2 separate regions of the Mus musculus genome follow, and region 2 is linked to region 1. A link is a contact called in public HiChIP or PLAC-seq data. All regions are on one chromosome and are shown on one strand. Each heading gives the region's core, a stretch centred on a gene start, on an enhancer-like site or on the middle of the called end of the contact. The rest is flanking DNA. Distances are from core to core; before and after follow the strand shown.

Region 1 (4,242 bases), core at 686-3,185:
CTGAACCTCTGAACCTGTAAGCCACCACACCATAAGCTATACAAATTTTACTGGTAGTAAGTCATTTGATAAGTGTGTTCCACCCTATAAAGCTAACCCATTTACCAATGCCACTTGCAGTATTATAGTGGTCCTAGGTGTCCGCAATTCCTCTAGGCTCTGCCCAACAGTTACCTAGCAACAATCTACATCTCCACCCTGGGTTCAGCCAGGAGCCAGCAGTATAAGGACTACTTGGCTTCTCTCTCTCTCTCTCTCTCTCTCTCCTCCATCCCTCTATCTTACCTCTCTGTGTCTCCACCCCCCTCCCCTACATGTTCCAGGCTGGCCTCTCCTTCTCTTCCCCTCTCCTTTCCCTTTCTGTCCCACCTGCCTTCCTCTGCCTCTAACCCCATCCCAGGCACCCTGCTGCTCCGTTCCCTGGCTCCCTTCCCCCAATAAACTTCTTTTGTTCTAGGCCTGTCATGTGACTTGATCCCAAGACTCCTTGGCAGGGACCACTGAGGTGCTCCCTCCAGCCGCACTATACTACATCATCTTATAAAACACAACAATAGTCATGATGGTGACAGAGCTAAGTGAGCCTCGAGAGACAACTGGTCCACTGAGAGTAAATGAAGTCGAGGTCCTGAAGTTTAAATTGCCTGGCAGCAATGTTCCCAGGAGCACTCCTGGGGCAGGGGGATACCCCATTCTCCTTTTCAAGCTCTGTAGTCTTGTCAGAAGAGTTTCTGTTTTATATATATATTTGAGGGGGGGCCATTCTGGGCCAAAGGATTAAAAGGAGAAAAAGAACACATTTATATAAAGTACTGAGGTAAGTTTATTCCCATATCCTTATCTGGGAAAGCAACAGGCAGAGATCATGTGACAGCAAACCCAAAACTTCTCCCCTCATATGGGGGGGGGGGGACGGGGACATGGGGAACGGGGGGGGGGGGGGCGGGGGAGGGACGGACACTGGCTGCTTTGATTAAATCTTAATGCAAAGGCTGCAGATTAAGTTGTCATTCTGTAGAAGTCTTAGTAGCTACAGGCAGGCATCTTAGCTGCCAGACCCTTGTGCTAATCATCGAAAGTCACAGCTGTCTTGTTTTTTTTTAATGGGTGTCCTTTATCAAGATAACATAAATTTACTGACAAAAGGAAATTCGTGGACAGCCTGGAGGGGAAGCAGGAGGTAGGTAAGAGTGAATGGCCCTGCTAAAAACAGCGCCCCACACCCAGGAGAAAGTGTCCCTGCCCTGGAAGTCAATTCACCTTCCCCGCTCCCCACTCAACTACAGTCTGTTAGGAAACCCCAGGCACAAGAGTACGCAAGACGGCAAGAACGAACGCCAAAGGAGGCTCGGAAGTGTGTGAGCCTCTGAAAGTTAGAAGCCAGGAGGAAAGGCTTGGCTAAAAATAGAACTTATCAGATGGATTAAAGTCCCTCCCGAGAATGTTATCTCTCCCCACAGGAGGGTGGGGGGAAAGTCTGTCAAGGGGAACACAGGCCACAGGATGAATAAGCAGAAAAATAGGAGGAAATGACCAAGCCAATGCACGGGGCGTGCGTGCTGTACGAGAGCTGGCAGAGACAGCGCAGCTCCGCAGCTCCGGAGCCCAGAATCGGAGAATTTGCTGAGGCAGGGCACTCCCCAAAGCAAGACACTGCCAAGTACGGGGCGGGGGAGCAGTTTGTCCTTCCTCCCCACCTTTTCAGAATTGAGGCATTCCCGTTTGATTGGATATTACCTTTTCAAGCCATTTATTTAAAAAAAAAAAAAAAAGTCTACAGAAAAGGTTTCTTGGGAAAGTCCGCCTTCCAGCATTTTATGGCACACACCCAATGAAATTTCCCAAATCGATAGTTGGTGAATCCTTAGATCCTTTCCCAAGTTCCCACTGCTTTCTGGGCCACCCCCAGCTTGGGTCAGGTCAAGAGGAACAAGAGAAGCTTCCTAGAGCTGCCGGCAGCTACTCCAGACCAGTGAGAGACCAACACAGTATGTCCAGTCCCCTCCTCTCTTCAGTCCTCTTCCTCAGAAGTCCTCAATAGACAAAAGGCTCTTCTACACCTTAATCCCAAGTTACCTTTTGACATCTACACACACACATACACACACATCACTCACATACACACATACACACACATACACACATACACACACACACACACATATACACACACACACATATACACACATACACACACATCACTCACACACACACACACACACATGTACACACATACACACACACACACACACACACACACATCACTCACAAACATGAGACATCCCGAATTGTGTAGTGTTTTAATCAGCTGAGTATTTATCCACTCCTAGAGCAATCTTTCTCAAGTTGGTAAAACATTATCAATAAGCTACAACAGTATTCCCTAAAACCAGAGATGTCTTTTTAAAAAGAATCACAAAATGACCTCTATAAATGTTCCCAAGAGTCAATTGGAGTGGCATACACCTTTAATTCCAGCACTCGGAAGAATCGAGTGGATCTTTGTGAGGCCAGCCTGGTCTACAGAGTGAGCTCCAGGACAGCCAAGGCTATACAGAGAAACCCTGACTTGGAAAAGCATACCCTGTCCCCCAAAATAATAAGAAAGGGAAAATAAAGGCACTCAGAAATGTAAGAGTTAACTCCCAGGAGTTAGGAGAAAGGCTTCCAGGAGAAAGGTTACTTGTCTTAAGTGGGGAAATCACCAAAGATCAAAGTTTTTTTTTAGTCTTATTTCAACACAGTTGTTCACACTGTTAAGTAGGCTGAAGGCTGTGTGTCACGGGGTAGGAATCTAAGTGTGTCAAGAAGAAAAGGCAGTGAGTGTTCCCTTTCATCCCTAGAAAGTGTATGTGACCCAGGAACACAGGGAGGTATCAGGCACACTGGCTAAAGGCTCCAAACTGCATTCCAGTGTTGTCTGCTCCAAACAACCGGTGCTGTTCAACTCTACCTTAAGGCGGGGAATATACCTCCAAACATCTCACGCCCTCGAGGCCAATGTTGCATAGAAACCCAAAGTCCCTCCTCAGTCTTATGAGGCAGGCAAAGAAAATCCTATTTAAGCAGCAAGAAAGCATTCAAGGACAAAGCTGCGGCTTCTGCACGCATAGCTGTTACTGAGTAAGGAGCACTCCTTTAGGAGGCTGGCCCTGGAACACTTGTGAATAACCCAACAGGGGGAGAGAAAATTTAAATATGCAGCAGCTTAAGCTTGCCTCTCCCGACTCTATTCGTGATCTTTATTTGCCATCCACTCTGCAGGAAGGAACAGAGACCACAAGGACCTGGAGGTCTGGAGTCCAGTCCTGTTATGCTACTCCATCACCGTAACCTTGGCAGAGCCACCTAACTGTTCTGAGTAGTTTCCTCATCCTGGAAAGAGGAAGAGCTGCCTCACTGTGGTTACAAAGAACAACAGTGTGTGCACGTAGCGCAGGCCCCAGGCACACAGGTATCCTCTGAGGACTCCAACCCGCCCATTGTTGTAGGGTTCCGGATGTGACTCTTTGAATCTGTCTCTGGCCTTGCAAATGTAGAAGCAGTGACCCGTGGTAAAGAAAGGGTGACTTTTAAAGGGCCCAGCAGGGATGCAGCGAGAAGCACCACATTAGAAATCATGTTTGGACAGGGCAAGGTTACTAACTGGCCTGGCAGTGTAAACCAGCACGTATTATTATTCCACAGGGTTCAAGTGTGGACCTCAAGTGTGGCTTCAGCTTGGGTTAGCTGTTGGTTTCCACTCTGTCTGATAAGTCTCTAACCAACCCTCTGGCCAGTGTTCTTTCCACACCACACAAAGAATTTAGGGCAGAAGCCAAGCTAATTTTGTATTTTTTTTATTATTATTCGAAATAGCTTTGCTGAGAACAATCCTTGCCCTTGATCAAACCTATATATACTGGGCATGCCAACTCCTGTCTCACACAAAGCGCTGACCAGGCATGGCCGTTCCCACCACTGCTTTCTGAGCACACAGAAAATTTTCAAGACCAAATGGCTGAATTCAGATGACCTAGTTTCTTAAAAAAAAAAAAAAAAAGAAAAGAAAAGAAAAGAAAGAAAGAAATACCGGCGTTACTTATAGAAGAAAACCAAAATCATGTCTGAATTGATAATTCATGATTCAGACAGCCCACAATCTAATTGGCATTAACTACTCTGCTAAAGAGTTTTAAAATGTACTTAAGTGAGGCGTTTTATTTCCATGAAATTGGATCTTTGCTCCAAAATTCAATCTCC
Region 2 (4,242 bases), core at 733-3,232, 130 kb after region 1:
GTTTCCTTGTGGTGTAAAAATGCACTGAAGGGTCCAGTCTCCATTGTGGTTTTTGATTCTGCTTTGGAAATCACTAAAAATGAAAAGTGTTGGGTCTGGCTCAGCAGTTAAGAGCGCTGACTGCTCTTCCGAAGGTCATGAGTTCAAATCCTAGCAACCACATGGTGGCTCACAACCATCTGGAATGAGAGACAAAAAGAAAAAAGTAAAAAAAAAAAAAAAAAAAAAAAAAAAGGAAAGTGTTCTGCAGGTACAATTAGAGCTAACCGCGCATACGGCCATAGTTCACTCCCTCACTGCGCATGCACCAGACGGCACGCTGGACGTGCAGAGCGGATCTGAGACTACAGGAGAGCTTGTTTCACCGCCAAATCCTACGGGACCGACAAGTGCCATGGCTGGGTAGTTTCAGAGCAAATTTCTTAAGAATAAATGAGACATCAAAGAAGCAGCATAGAGATCAAGACATATAGATCAGGACGGTGATCTAGACTGCGCTGTTACAGGGGTGGAAGTGAGAAAACAGTAGCCATGTGTCTATGGTGGCAGAGGAAGGGTTCTGAGACGATGCCTCATTGGCAGTCACAGGATGAAATGTCACTGCCCCTGTGTGGAACAGTGAGGAAGACTGAAAGGTGTAAGGGGCACACAGGTTCATGTGCCTTGGGTGTTCCCACTGGTGCTGGCTGTACCCCAAAAGGGTTGTTCTAAGTAGATGAGAGTGGCCTGGACAAAAAAAAAAATGGTTCTTAAGAAAAAACAAAGCACTTTGCTTGTCAGAACAGAGAATGAGTAGAAAAATATCAGGTTTCCAGATTGAATGACTGAGGTACAGATTATAATTAAAAAAGCAAAACACTTCCTTAGAAAGAAAGGGATCTAGTGGGGGCAATTTCCAAAGAAAATATGACTGGAGAGTTCATCTGCCAATTTCCATTAGTGTATATTCTACTGTGAAGCTTGTGGGGGAGGACTTTGAACACAGCCTTTCTGGGAGGCCATGGATTCTCAGCAGAAGGTAGTCAGAGTCTGCCTGCAGTCAAGAAGGAAGCTGGAACCATAGATCAGTGGCTTTCAACCTTTCTCATGCTGAGACCCTTTAATACAGTTTCTCACGCAGTTGTGATCCCGCTATAAAGGTAAGGCTTTGCTACTTCATAATGATAATTTTGCTACTGCTATGAATTGTAATGTAAATATCTGATAGGCAGGATACTGGGTACGCGACTGGGATTGAGAGCCACAGGCTGAGAACCACTGCCACAGACAACTAGAAGTGATGGAGAGCTGTATCCTTTCAGAAAGATCTTTGCTAACCTGAGAGCTACTACTGTAAGGTTCAGAAAGAGAACAAAGATCAGATGAAATAGGGGACCAGGATCCAACTGGCAGCCACCAAAGGCAAACCCAACCTGGCTGGGCAGCTGTGAGAAAGCACTTTCTTTGGGCCATGGGATACTTGTCTGTCAAAAAGAGGGCCCAGGGGATGTGGTCTCTAAGGTGCATTCTCACTCCAGCATTAGTGGGTCTAAATGTATAATTCATTTCAGCATGCATTCTTGGAGGACCTTGGCACTGTCTGAAGCACTGTGGGTCAGCAGTTCTCAGCATCCTCTCCGGTGTAGCTCCCATCAATCACAACTATTGAATAACTGCTACTAAATGTAGAGTGATGCATGCTTTCCAGAACGGAAATGTGCAGAAGTGGTCCCAGCATACAAGCGAGAGCTAAGAGAGCAAGCTTGCCTCTCACAATGTACCAGACTAGCCGGCAACATTAAGAAAGGGATTCTGCCAGGGTGTGATGGAGGGGAAATTGACCCACACCTCAGAGAGGAGCTGTCCTGGTACTAAGAAAGGCCTGGTGCTCATGGGATCACCATCCAGAGGGGAGTTCCCTCCCACCTTACCCCAAGCCATCTCTGCCATTGTTTGCTCTGTTTGCTCACAAAGCTAGAAGTCAGCCTCTTGATAGGAAATGAGGAAACACACACAGACACAGATGGGTGAGCAGGAAACTGGAGGCGATCAGAAGGGAGACAAAAGCATGTCCTGAGATGAGTCACTGTAACCATTTCAAAAGCCACCACAAAGTCCCAGCACCTGTCACGGGCTCAGTCTCTGTCCTGAAAGAAATGTAGCAAGGGAGGTTGAAGTCACATCTGATAACTTGCAAGCTACACATCAGACAGAGAGGCCTGAGCAAAGAGACTAGGGAAATGAGACTGATGGCTGCTTGTTCCTCACCTGCCACAGTCCTCAGGGGTCCCCCTTAGGTAGGCTGAAGGCTCTCACTTTGAATTCTCAGTGGCCACAATTCACAGTCAGCAGAGCACAATGGACCTGTTGACCCCTCTCCATGATGAACGCAGTGTTGATGCTTTATATTGACCTAGAAACAAGCCAATGCTCATCCTTTCGCCACTGCAAGGGGTACGTGCAATCAACTGGAGAAAACACGGAAGGAAGGAAGAATCCAGAAGAGAGAAGAGTCTACCCAGGACAGAAGTACTGGGAGATTCTGGGGTGATGACAGGAAAGCAGGTAGCAGCCACAGGGGTCACCAGTTCTCACAGGACAACAGGACAAGGACCTCTAGCAGGGCTGTCTCAAAAGAGAGCAAGGACCATCTTCATATGGGCCAGGAAGTGAGTCACGGGGCTGTTGAGGAGTACCATGCTGACTACTCTGTGAAAACAAAGCTATCAGTAACTCCAAGGATGCTAGTTGGTTCCTTCCAAACCCAGTGTTGGAGCTGATGCCTGTACTGTGGAGGCAGTGGTCCTTTCAGGACCTTTCCAGCCTTTATCCATCAAGATGTCTTTGAGGGGTAGATCGGTTCTTGCAGGAGTGTGTTGTTGATATAAAATGGGTCAGCCCTTTCGTCCTTTCCTCTCTTTGCCTTTGTCTTTCCACCTTTCTATCATGCCTGGAGCAACACAAGGTGTTCACCAGGAGCCAGTCTGTAGCTGGTGCTGCACTCTTGAGTCAGGAGGTAAAATGAGCCGGAAAACCCCAGCCTCGGGTATCTGTTATAATAAGTAAGGAGGAATGGTCTCAGTATCTCATACAACTCACCTTGAACTACAGTTACGTGTCCACAAAAGGTCATCTACACTATGAAGAGTGCTGTGAACCATTTGGAGAAAGTGATGGAGAGAGAGGGAGAAAGAGAGAGAGGGGGAGAGAGAGAGAGAGGGAGAAAGAGAGAGTCCAGACCTGCACATGCAAGAAATAATAGCACGAATGCATTGAGGAACTTTCAAGATTGAAGCCTTCACAGTGGCATGTGCCCAGACTCCTGTTCATGAGGCTCAGACAGAAGGGGACCGGTGGGAGGTCCTTGGGCTAATGGGGACCCTGCCCTTAGGAAGCAGTACTTTGGAAAGCAAGCTGTTATGAATGTGAGCAGGACTCCTTCCTGTCTCCCAGGTTTCCTGAGTCAAGATGTATTCTTTCTCCCTCAACATTCATAGCAGGGTGAGGTCCTGACTCTTCTAAACAGTAAACTAAAGTAAGCATCTTGTCTTTCTAAGCCTAACCTGCTCACCCCAGAAATTTTACTACAATAATGGAAAATGAACTAATGCATTTTATTTTAAGCAAATGTTTAACAAGAATATAATATACACTCGTATGAAAAACAAAAGAGCTGGGCAGTGGTGGTGTATGCCTTTAATCCCAGCACTTGTGAGGCAGAGGCAGGCAGATTTCTGAGTTTGAGGCCAGCCTGGTCTACAGAGTGAGTTCCAGGACAGTCAGGGCTACACAGAGAAACCCTGTCTTGGAAAAAGAAAAGAAAGGAAGAGAGAGAGAGAGACAGACAGACAGACAGACAAAAGACACAAAAAAAGTTAACAAAAACCTGTCATGTGCTGGTTTTTCCAAGTCAGTGTCTCTGTAGTCCTGACTGTCCTGGCACTCAGACAGCCTGATCTCAAATTCACATATCTACCTGCCTCTGTCTCCTGCCTCTGCCCCCAGACAGTTGGGTTTAAAGTCATGCAGCACCAGGCCCAGCAACAGAAATCATTTAAATAAAAGGGAAAATGGATCCTGTGCTACCATGCCCAGGGCTGACCCTGTGCCACAGCTCTCCATACCCAAATTCACCCCAGAGAGAACTGGTCTCCCAGGAGTACTGACACACAGGCTTGCAGGAGGGATAAACCACAGTCAGAGGTAGCAAGACCAGTTAACACAAGACATACCCAGATGGAGAGCGGCAAGGGCAAGAGTATA

What was found. HiChIP or PLAC-seq counts read pairs in DNA pulled down with a chosen protein or histone mark.
Region 2: a contact with region 1 is called in a CTCF HiChIP or PLAC-seq map of CD8 T cells, with 5 read pairs. The contact joins two enhancer-like sites. A contact is called at or near these places in 1 of 15 datasets of contacts at CTCF or cohesin (CD8 T cells), 1 of 484 Hi-C or Micro-C datasets (the HL-1 cell line) and 4 of 115 datasets of contacts at active chromatin or transcription factors (double positive thymocytes, embryonic stem cells and extraembryonic endoderm stem cells).

The regions. Positions count from the first base shown.
Region 1 is chr12:54,161,471-54,165,712 of GRCm38.p6, forward strand. No RefSeq gene overlaps it. Among named protein-coding and RNA genes, the nearest start is that of Gm40424, 13 kb to the right of the region's middle. Within about 2 kb of position 1,936, at least 198 of the 459 cell types and tissues checked have an H3K27ac peak or open chromatin away from gene starts, as enhancers often do. A contact at or near this core is called in CD8 T cells, where this site is marked.
Region 2 is chr12:54,291,364-54,295,605 of GRCm38.p6, forward strand. No RefSeq gene overlaps it. Among named protein-coding and RNA genes, the nearest start is that of Gm35895, 57 kb to the right of the region's middle. Within about 2 kb of position 1,983, at least 52 of the 459 cell types and tissues checked have an H3K27ac peak or open chromatin away from gene starts, as enhancers often do. A contact at or near this core is called in CD8 T cells, where this site is marked.